2 separate regions of the Zea mays genome follow, and region 2 is linked to region 1. The links are chromatin contacts, called in public Hi-C maps. All regions are on one chromosome and are shown on one strand. The core of a region is the stretch at or near the end of the contact, and the rest is flanking DNA. Distances in the headings are between cores, read along the strand shown. Region 1 holds the start of LOC100274170 (Ribonuclease P protein component 3). Region 2 has its middle 4.3 kb from the start of LOC111347722.

Region 1 (5,882 bases), core at 1,716-4,215:
AAAGTTATGCTTATGTTTGTTTTATGCATGCACCAAATGTAAATGTTATTTACTGTCTAGTCATTGCACTATTTCTAGTCAAGCCGATGTGATCAAATACATGTTGCATAACCCAATTATGAGTGGTAGAATTGGTAAGTGGGCTTATGCACTCATAGAATATGACTTGGCCTATGAACCGTTGAAATCTATGAAAGACCAAGTCGTAGCGGATTTCATTGTAGAACATCGGGTTAATGATATTCATAAACTAGACATGTCATACCTCACTATTACTCCTTGGACTTTATATTTTGATGGATCGGTTTGCAATGAAGGGCAAGGAATTGACATTGTGCTTGTTTCACCAAGTAATGTCTCCTTTGACTTCTCTAGCCGATTGAAAACTTATTGCACTAATAATCAAGCTGAATATGAGGCCCTCCTATTCGGCTTAGAACTTTTAAATGGTATGGGAGTAAAACATGTGAAGGTATTTGGTGATTCTCAGCTGGTTGTCCAACAAGTGTTAGAAGAATATCAATGTTTTGATGGTACTCTAAATAGTTACCTTGAGAGATGTTGGAACATAATCCATTCTTTTGACGAATTCAATATTCGGCATATCTCTAGAGTTGAGAATCATAGAGCTAACAATTTGGCACAAGATGCATCAGGTTATCGGATAAAGAGAGGGAAATTTCACAAAACTGAAAATCTGATAACCAGTGCAGAGCCAAATTCCCAGGTCGCGGACCGTCCTCGTGATGACGCCGGACCGTCCGGGGTTACCAGAAATGTTCTCTTAATCGATTCGGCTGACAATGAAGCCGATGCAAGTGATTGGAGGACACCTATACTTAATTATTTACGAAATCCCAATATCAGGACAGATAAGAACATTCGGCGAACAACTTTCAAGTATGTTTTGATGAGTGATGAACTTTATCGCCAAACAGTCAATGACGTCCTGCTTAAGTGCTTGGGCCCAGATGATGCTATATTAGCCATGGCCGAAGTACATGAAGGAATTTGTGGTACTCATCAATCAGCTCTAAAGATGAAGTGGTTGTTGCGAAGGTCTGGTTTTTATTGGCCTAGTATGATAGCTGATTGTTTCAAGTACTACAAGGGTTGCCAAGTGTGTCAAAAATTCGGCGACCTACAGTTGGTCCCTGCAGCCGAATTACATCCTATCATCAAGCCTTGGCCGTTCAGAGAATGGGGATTAGACTTTATTGGAGAAATTCATCCTTCATCTTCAAAGGGGCATCAGTTTGTGTTAGTTGCCACTGACTATTTCACCAAATGGACTGAAGCCGTTGCTCTAAAGAACATGACGCACAAGGAGGTAATTGAGTTCATAACTGAGCATATTATTCACAGATTCGGCATTCCCCAGACCTTGACTACAGATCAAGGAACTTCTTTTATGTCAAAGGAGGTACGTGAGTTTGCTGAATTATATAAGATTAAATTGCTTAATTCATCTCCATATTATGCTCAGGCCAATGGACAGGCCGAGTCTAGTAATAAGACATTGATTAACTTGATAAAAAAGAAGATATCAGAGAATCCTAAGCATTGGCATAAGATTTTGTCCGAAGCTTTATGGGCTCACAGGATATCTAAACATAGTGCTACTAAAGTGTCTCCTTTTGAGCTTGTCTATGGGCAGGAAGCAGTGTTGCCTGTGGAAATAAGTTTGAATGCTGTCAGGTTCGCCAAACAAAATGATCTAACCATCACTGATTATTACAATTCAATGATGGATAATATTGATGAGGTGACCGACAAGAGGGTGATAGCTTTAGAAGCAATAGAAAAGGACAAGATCATGGTAGCCAGGGCCTACAACAAAAAGGTCAAAGCAAAGTCATTTCAAGTAGGGGACCTGGTGTGGAAGACCATCCTGCCTCTAAGGAATAAAGACCGGAAGTTTGGAAAATGGTCGCCAAGCTGGGAAGGTCCTTATAAAGTAAAACAGGTTATATCTGGTAACGCCTATTTGCTACAAACATTACAAGACAAGGATTTACCTAAAGCTTTGAATGGGCGTTTCCTCAAGCAGTACCATCCTAGTATGTGGCAAGATGCTTAAAGAAAACCGATGTGATCACATCGAGTTAAGATGCTTTTGGTTTGCCTAGCTCCACCAAAAGGCAGGGGGGCATATGTTTGGCACCAAAAAGAGCCAGCGGACGGTCCGGCCCTGGAGCCGGACGGTCCGCGGTCCTGACAGTCCGCGCCTGCGCAGAATAGATTAGGGTTCCGAGTTTTGTGCTATGTTTGTTAGCTATATTCGCGGAATTAGCTCGAAATCTGGTCGTGTAAAGGGTCAAGCCCCCCTCCTCTATAAAAAGAGATGTCTACGGCCGATTTGTAATCATCAATCGAATCAATACAACTTCTATTTCACATTTTATCCTAGGAGTAGTTCTAGTCTAGTTTAGGTTTAGCCTCTTGATCCCCAAATTCTTCGTCTCTCTTCGACTCTACGCCGATTAGAGGAGTCTAGGTCGGCCGGCCCGAGCCTAGACAACCCCTAGGATTTCTCCTCCCTGACGGGGTCCCTCTCGGGAGCGAGATCCAGGCGCCGCCGGCGATCTTCCGCCGCCCCTGTGCACGCGCGGACCGTCCGGCCCCAGGCCGCGGACCGTCCGCACTTGACCAGAGAGCACCGCCGCCGGTTTTTCTTGAGTATTTGACGCTCCGAAAAGGCGTCAACAACTAAAATAAAAAAAAATTGGTATATGCAGGCGATATCGACCGCCATTGCAAGTTTGCAACATGTCTAAGGCTATCTCGATTAGCTTACTTATCTCTATACTGATATTTAAAGCCTACTCTATGATTAATATAATATATAGTGCAAAACAATATTTTGGATCAACTGATGATATTGAAATATAGAATTTCTTTGTTCCTTCCATCGCAACATATCCGAACGTCTCCCGTCTCCGTGAGAATCCACCCCACTTCCACAGCGCACCTGTTACTGCTGCACTTGCTGCTTTGCACACGCACTACTGCACTGCACTAGCCGCGCCTCGCAGGTCGCGTCAAGCAAGCGCAGGTGCAGTCCTCATCGCGAAGGGGCCAGATATGCTGCTCTCTGCGTTTCTCGGCGATTGCTTGTTCAGCTACCCGCCGCCGCCTCTTCTACCCGCAACAACGGCTGCCCCGAGACCGAGCACGCGTCTCCCGGTTCCCTTTCCTGCTCGCCTCAGGCCCGCGTCCCTCGTCGCCCGACGGCTGACGGCGGAGGCGGGGGAGGCGCTGAGCGCGTTATCCGCCGCGGAGGGCGACGACGAATACGAAGCGGAGCTCCAGGAGGAAGGGTTTCCGAGCTGGGCGGGCGGCGGCGAGGAGGAGGACTACGACCACGACCCCGAAATCGGAGACATTATGGGGGACTACTTCGACGACCCCAAGAAGGGCCAAACCCGCGTGGGAATGAATGGCTTTCCTCGTCTCCGTTCTGACGAATGAATGGCTTTCCTCGTCTTATTCCCTTGCTTCACTCACGCCCTCTGCGCTCGTGCAGATGGAGGATAGGATAAGAAAGAAACGCCACAAGATCGTGCAAACCAAGACCGGCTCTCCAAACCCCATGAAGGTCGTCTTCAACAAGTAATGTGCTTCTCTGACGCTGCCGTATATTTGTACCGTGTACAAAATCCAGATAGCTAGATAGGACTAATTTACACTGTGCGGTTTGAAACTGATGAGTCTCCAAATTTTCATTTACAAAATTGGCCTCCTAAATGGAATTTTCACTGTTAAATTATTTTACAATATTTTTAGATAATGGAAAATAAAAGGCCTATTGGTGAGACTATCTAAATCTACCATGTAAACAGTGCAGTATAAAGTGCAAAACAGTGTTTTGCACGACCATATACACGATCTACTGAGTATGGCCTGAGAGCTGTCTCACTTAGTGACTAGGCTTGCATCTGGTTATCTCTTCTCTGGACACTATATGATGCTGGGGTTGCCCTTTTTAGATAGTGGAATAGAAGTATCCTCCCAGATTCTTTAGTCGTTCTTATTTGGATAGTTGCACTTGCAGCAAAATCATCACAGTAGAAGAGAAAAATAGCAGCCCACACCCAACACCCTTATCATAGTCTATGTGTAAACCTCGATCCTGGGCCAGCAAAAACCTCTATTGTGGTGACCATGAAAGCCATTTCTGAGCACGTTTCTTTTACAATATATTGTTAATCATGATCTTATGAAAACACTTCTCACCATGAGCCCAACATCTTATGCGATGTTGGATCAACTATTAGTGAAAACTCATAAAGTTTAGAACTTTAGATCTCTACTACCTTATAATTAATGGTCAACAAAGAAGTAAAACTATTGAAAACCATTTGGTGATCTTTCTTAATTACTTAATGCAGTTTTGGTTGTTTCCTGTTCTAGATTTGACTTCTCCAATTCCTATATATGGTTCGAGTTCTACAATGTTTTGTTGCCAAAAGATGTTACGTTGATTTCTGATGTGAGTTCTTTCTCTTTATTATTTTCCCCAACAGGAAGTATTTACCAAACTTAGAAAAAAGCATGTATCAAATCTATACGCATGTTTGCTCAGGATTTTGCATCTTCCCTTTTATTGTGCTTGCAGTCTCTGCGATCATGGCATATAGTTGGCCGTCTTGGTGGCTGCAATTCTATGAATATGCAGGTATAATGGTCAGACCACATTTACACTTCTTGAATGTCATTTTTGACATTTTTGTATTTTATTTTCATATCCTTAGTGGATGAGACGATACTAGTCAGGGTAAGATATAATCCTTCTGGCCTCCATCCTTTTCATCAAAATGTTGGTAACATGAAGGATTCCATCAAACTTCTATGTTTTGCACTAAAGGACTTCAAAAGTACTTGTTTATTTTGCAGTTATCGCAATTGCCTTTAGATTGTAAAAGGCTGACTTATGATGCTCTTGAAGGAGCTAACGTCACTCCGACGTCCTTTTACAACATTGGTGATCTTGAGATTCAAGATAATCTAGCACGAGTATGGTGTGTAATATTTCTCTTCTAAGCCGGCTTTACAAACTGTAGACTGTAACCTTTTCATGTTGTTATGTGAATTATCAAAACTTATTCAATTCCCAGTCCTCTATTTTTTTTATTGCTATCATCTGTTGGACCATCATTCTGGATTACAGACACTAACTGTTCAAGCTTATGAAAAATACCATAAATATGAAAAGATCATTCACAACATAAATTTCTTCGATGTGGGTTTAATCACGACAAACCATTTTAGGTGACTTATGAATTTTGTTGTGCAGTAAGCCTGCTAAACCACTTTGACTGACAAATACCGAGTCCCTTTTAACACTAGTACACTGCAATTCTACGGGTTTCTAGAAAGTCGTAGCTCTCTCCGTGCGATTGTACCTTTTTGCACCATGTACTGAAACACTGATGCCTTTCAAACAAATATTTATTCCAGAGAAAATATGCAAATATACCTTTTCAATTTGTAATCACATTGATTTAGCCCATGACTCTTTATTTTGATATTATTAACTTGCACAGGGTAGACATTGGTATTCATGAGCCATTGCTTCTGGACATCCTGCTTAATGCCTTAACAACAATAAGTTCAGAGTAAGAACCAGACTTTTGAGATGCCAATATTTTGGTAATTTATTTACTGTGTATAATGTTATTTCTGCTCATTAGGATCTGGTCTCTAACATATGCTACACATGTATATCTATATCTTGCTCTGGTTTCATGTTTGGTGCCCCAAAAAATCAGAAGTATGTGATGTGGCACAATACAGAGCTACTGCAACCTGTCCCACAGGAATGCAGTATGCTTTACCGAACTGGCATGTTTGTGAGCCGTGTAGTTCACATTATACACTTT
Region 2 (5,882 bases), core at 1,727-4,226, 290 kb before region 1:
ATAAAAACACATGCACCCTATTAAATTAGTATAAAAATATAGTTTGAATAATGATATACATGGACATATAAAACACAAGCAATCTACAATCACAAGTTATGCACACTTACACATAATTATAGATGCACAAATTAATAATTAAGCATGACATGAGTACATGACACATGAAAGTTCGGGTAATTCGGGTATTTCGGGTACCCGATTGTGATACCCGAATTACCCGAAATAAATTCGGGTTTTGCAAGTTGCTACCCGAAATTCCCGAACAAAATTCGGGTTTTGGGTATTTCGGGTTCGGGTTCGGGTATTCCGGGTTCGGGTTTCGGGTTACGGGTTTTTTGCCCAGCCCTACCTACAATAGTACAATCTCTCTCCAACTTCACCAACTCTAAATGTAGCGTTCTCTCTCACCTGCGCTATACTGAGAGTGAGGCTATCTCCAGCAACGTACTCTAAATTTCTCTGTTTTCATCGAACATATGCATGGCAGAGCCGTAGAGCTACTGTTGGCTCTCTCTCCCACCTTCGCGCAGCTTCTCTCCAACTGGGCACAAGCAACCAAAGCCACACGAACACCATGGCCAGCACGGTGGCCTCTGCGTCGGTTGGGACGAGCTCTGCGATCACACATTCACCGGCGTCGGCAACAAGTTGGTCCTCGCCGGCAGTGGTACGGTACATGGGTGCGAGAATGAATGGAGGAGACGGCACGCGAACAATATTTAGCGAGTGGTCATACGTCCGACAGATTTAGCGTCTCGGAGGCAGCCGCTAAATTTTAGCGTATGGTTTAGAGTCTCTTGCTGGAGGTGTAGAGAACGTTTCCATCCGTTAAATTTGACAGACAGGACCGATTTAGCGTCCCTTGTTGGAGACAGTCTGAGGCAGGCTCAGACACGGTGGGATGGCAAATGCATGTTGATGGGGATAGAAAAGTGTGGAAAATATAATATAATGTATGTTAGTTGATATAGCTACATATGTAGGATAATTGTGACCGTGATAAATTGTTGGATAGAGTAGAGAATCTCTTTGATTAGAATAGAATATTTTTTTTAGCGTAGAGAAAAAAAGGTATAAAGAGTGTGGATAGCCTCGGAAAATACGACTGTCTTGTGGCACCGACGCTTTTGCTTGGCTGTGGATACCAGCATTTAGTGTATTTTATTTTGAAATTTAAATACATATACCAATGTAAAAACAAATATCTTTAGATCCCTTCCTTTTAAAGGAATTGGAAATTTATTTGATAGAGTATGTCTTTAGTTTGAAATTTGACATTCCATCATTTTCCTAAGTTTAGATATAAGCATATCCCGAATTCATAGGATGAGGTGTGGAAATTGATTTAATGTGTCACTAATATATGTTTCTACTCTGTAACTTATAACGCACTCATCGGCTCGCTCCCATATAATAAAAATGTAGCATATAAATATCTTCCTCATATAACCAAAAATAGTATATAAATAAATTCTATATAGAACTGTATTAGCTTATATTGGGAGACCTTTATTATCGAAGGTCCTCGAAGTGTTTCATTATATTTAATGTATTATCGAAGAATGACCAAGCTAGCCTTCGTCCAAACTAGCGCGCAAAGCGAAGGCGAAGCTGAAGAGCTTCAGCTCCGAAGGGTTGATACAAGAAAGGGATCAAAGGAAAGAGCTTTGGTCAGCGACATCAACACACGAATCAAATCTAGAAAATGATAGCTCTACAATCAACACACATGCACTAAGTGCCATATTTTTTTCATAAATAACTTAGTATAATCTATATCAATTTAGTATATAGTTCAAAATATAAAGATAAGGTATTAGCATATGAAACTATAGATTTAACATTTAAAGTCTACAAATACATACAAATATAATATGAACATCAAGCACAAAATGCACTAAATAAATGTGCATACCGGTTGCAAAGTAAATTTCAATATTACTTGTTCGGCGTGTGCTTTATGTTTTCGAAAAAGCGAAGCAATATCTTCGCCCCTCTTCATATTCAATCAATGTATTGTACAAGTAAATTGATATAGCACAATGTTAAAAAAGTATCATTAGTAACGAAATCCAGGTTTACATAAAAAATTCTTCTAAAATCACTAATCAAAATTACAAAGAAAAATAGAGTTGATTTACCATCTCTGCTGTACGTCATGTGGCCAATGCAGTCCGCCTATGAAGCAGAGATATGAAGAGAGACGACTAGAGGCTTAGGGAGACTGGACAGTACGACACCAGACCGTCCCGCGTGATAGCCTGGATAGTCTGGGATTAGATAAGTTCTTGCGACATCTTGATTTCTTGCGATATTTTTATAATTTGTTGTGGGATATTGTTGGACCCCACTTATAAAAGTGTCTAGAGCTCCACTATAAATATATATATAAAGGGTACGGGAACACTAAAAATTGATATACAAACTAGCTTATACATTATTTTCTTAGACCTATAGGTTTAGTTTTAGTCCTAGTTGTTGTTTCCCCAAATCCTAATCTTCTCATATCTTCGGCTCTATATTGTCTGAGACGCTTTAAGTGGTATGTCGACCCGAAAGCAACCTATAATCTCTCCTCCCTGTGGGTCCCACTCGAGAGGCAGAATGTAGGTTTTTCCCGAGCCTCTCCATGCGTAGCGGATAGTTCGGCTCCTGGCCATGTCGGACAGTTCAAGCTCCAGGGCCGGACGTGTATGCACAAAGCGTGTCAACTCTAGGGATAATTAGTGTTTAGTCTAGAAAGACGTCACAATATATATATATATATATATATATATATATATATATAATAATAATAATAATAATAATAATAATAATAATTCTAACTCCATCCGATCCATACATGATCTGCAGGAGCGATTTATATGTAGAGCAATAGCTGCACTGGTTCTGGTTGGGTTGGGTTATACGGTGGTTGCACCTTTGGTGCCACGGTGAGCTGTCAAACCTACCCTAGCTAGCCACAGACACGCGGCGCCCAACGGGAGAGAAGGACGGAGGAAGGCACGGTCCTCTTTCTCATGTCTCACCTAGCTACTAACCCAGAGTCAGAGGGCCAACTTTAATTACACCACGCAATCATGCACCTGATGAAAGGCCAAAAAAACAATCTAATCACACCTTCCAATCAATATCATGCACCGGTGAACCGTCCCTGCTTTGATTTCACCGGAAGAATTCAATTCCACTGCCAGTGAAAGCAAAGCAAAGCATTGACAGCATATTTATACGCATGTTTTGACGTGCTTGTCATCATCAGCTGAGATTGCCGCGCACGTTACGCCGTCGTCGTTGGTGGACCTGATATGGGACCATTACATATGTACTGCTACCACTGCCTTTTCTATTAGTTACTTATTTGTTGTTATTAGAACTAATCACGGGCGATTATGTGTGTAGTTACCAAACTCGCGCGACTTTCCTGCCAAAAAGAAGAAAATCTAATATTTAAGATGATCTTGACAACAATCATGTGCATACGTGCAATAACTTAAAAGGCGTGGCCAGAAGCTTCTGCAGACCCGCCTAACTGGTGGCTAGACTTGAAAGTTTAGGCCGGATCATTTAGGGTCAGCACGGTACAACATAAAATAAGAGTCCAAAGTACAACATGATACGAAAGAAAAGGGTCGGACCAGTACAACTCGAATAGTCGAACCATGTTGTATCTCAAACTTAGTCGTCATAATGAGCGGCACAACATGACACGATAAGATAAGCCATACTTGTCAATATTTGGGCCACCGTGCTTATCAACAAGGTTACTAGTATATTAATACACGTGTGTCTAATTATAAGGAAAGTATGTCTTATATTATAGAACAAGAATAAGATGTAGTTACACCTTATAATAGGATATAAGGACGGAGGAAGAGATAATCCTAAGACCAAGACACGGCAGGAAAGTCAGCGTTTGGTAACCCAACGAGGACCGCACTATTGAAGATTTGTTGTTACGCATAGAAAGCTAATATGTTCCGAGCATGTTTTCTTGTTTGAAGTTACGTCAAGAATTCCTGAAATTCCACTAAACGACAAAGCAGGTCGACACCCCATCTTCAAAGCCCGGGCAGTGCAAGCGTGATGCTGATGCAGTAGAGTACTTGTTGCCATGAGAAACTGATCAACTCTAAGAAATTAATGGCCATAAAACTCCTTTTTATCTCTTTTTTTAGAAAAAACAGCTAAACCAAACCGTTAAAAATATATTGGTTTCTGGAGCTAGAGATAATCAACTCGACTTAATGGAGATTAAGGTTCAGCATCTACTTCTGTTTTAAAATAGAAGAAAGAAAATAACGATAAAAAATAGTAGAAAGAAAATTAACGATAAAAAATAGTAGACGTATTATATGTTAGGAATTTAGGTATTTTCAGTTTTAATTTAATTTAGGAAAACAGTGTGATATATGTGATGCCATGTATGTCAATGTGTGTATAACTACTCGTTTATGTTGGATTAATGTGGGCCTGACCTAAATTAATATTCAATAGTAGTCAATGCTAAAGGCACACTTTAATGATACAGTGTACTAATACTTTAGTAACGTACCAGAAGTTTAAGGAACAAATTAATCAACTTAAATAGGTGGACCATCCATGCATCTATTGATAAGTTGAGAAAAGGATTAAGGACTGCCATACGTGGGAGCGCCACCGGCCGGGCCGCGGGCGAGGCTCGTGGTAGATCGGACCTTGGTCTAAATATTTCTACCTAACGGCTGCACATTTGCTTGGAGTGATGATCGTCCATTATTGTCGTCTGTTACTGTCCATTTCCTGTGTTATGGCTAGTAACAGACGGGCTGTAATGACTGTCAGTTTCTGGTCATAATGACGATCGTTACTGTCCGTTCCGCTCCCTCTGTGTGTACAAATACGAAGGAGATGGAGGAGGTGAGGCTACTCCTGGTCACATGCGCGAACAATCTCTTAGACGTGTTGCACACAACCTATTTCCGTCCCACCTTCTGCAAACACATTTAGAGTGGGAGAGCAGGCCTCCGAAATCGCCGTCCGCAGAGCTACACTTGCACAGGTGTGCGGGCGATCAGGTTTTTGGGGAGTGTACTCGCTTTGTCCGCTTGACCAGCGCTGATCAGGTTCCTCATTGCCGGTGCCGTTCGAGAGACTGCATTGCGTACATCTACCTGCATCGACTGCGTACAACTACATCGAACATACACACGAGATGTCTCATGTGAATAGAGTCACTGATGCCTTGAGCATCGGTCACACCGCTGGGTACACTCTGTTCTTCGTATTTTTGCATGTTTTACTGTTGTTTACTGCTTATCTAAGTAGAGATACACACATGCACATACATGTCATCACATATATAACATTGGATTTTTGGATTAAATTAAAACTGATAATGTCTAATCCTCTAACAATCCAAAAACTTCATATTAGACATTTTTCTGTTAGTAGTTTTACTGTTGGCAGGATATTATATTTTCAGGTGCCCCTGCTACCTATCATCGTATGAAGCAGTTGTTCTATTGTCCCCATATGAAAACTGACATTCTCTCTTGGGGTCAGTTCTGCTTGATATATGTTAGCAGGCCAAGCTTGACCGAAGTCGCTACCCTAGGTTACTGCAACCATTGCTCGTTCTTTCGGCAGCTTGGGACGTGGTGTCCATTATAGATGTCCAACAAACCCGAAGCACGAGCCTAACCTGAAGCATGTTTTTTTTTGACTCTGTAGGAGCTCGGCCCGAATAAACGGGTCGAGTCCGAACATAGAAACAAGCACGACGTTCTGGCCTAGCCTGACCCGTTTAGCGTTTGACCCTTTTTATACAATTAGCGTTTGACCCTTTTTATACAATTTTATACAAAATGTGTTTTCGGTCTGCTAAACCCGCAGCGTGGGCT

What was found. Hi-C and Micro-C count contacts between places; a contact is called where the count stands out from the background.
Region 2: a Hi-C map of ear shows a contact between it and region 1, with 2.7 times the contacts expected there. The contact joins the enhancer-like site here to the promoter of LOC100274170 in region 1. A contact is called at or near these places in 2 of 25 Hi-C or Micro-C datasets (ear and tassel).

What each region holds. Positions count from the first base shown.
Region 1 is chr8:141,093,971-141,099,852 of Zm-B73-REFERENCE-NAM-5.0, reverse strand. LOC100274170 (Ribonuclease P protein component 3) reads left to right here and starts at 2,965. Exons shown (of 7, transcript NM_001148544.1): 1 at 2,965-3,429; 2 at 3,527-3,612; 3 at 4,414-4,492; 4 at 4,619-4,678; 5 at 4,897-5,021; 6 at 5,547-5,618. The coding sequence starts at 3,085.
Region 2 is chr8:141,388,660-141,394,541 of Zm-B73-REFERENCE-NAM-5.0, reverse strand. No RefSeq gene overlaps it. Among protein-coding and RNA genes, the nearest start is that of LOC111347722, 4.3 kb to the left of the region's middle. Within about 2 kb of position 2,976, at least 15 of the 20 cell types and tissues checked have an H3K27ac peak or open chromatin away from gene starts, as enhancers often do. A contact at or near this core is called in ear and tassel, where this site is marked.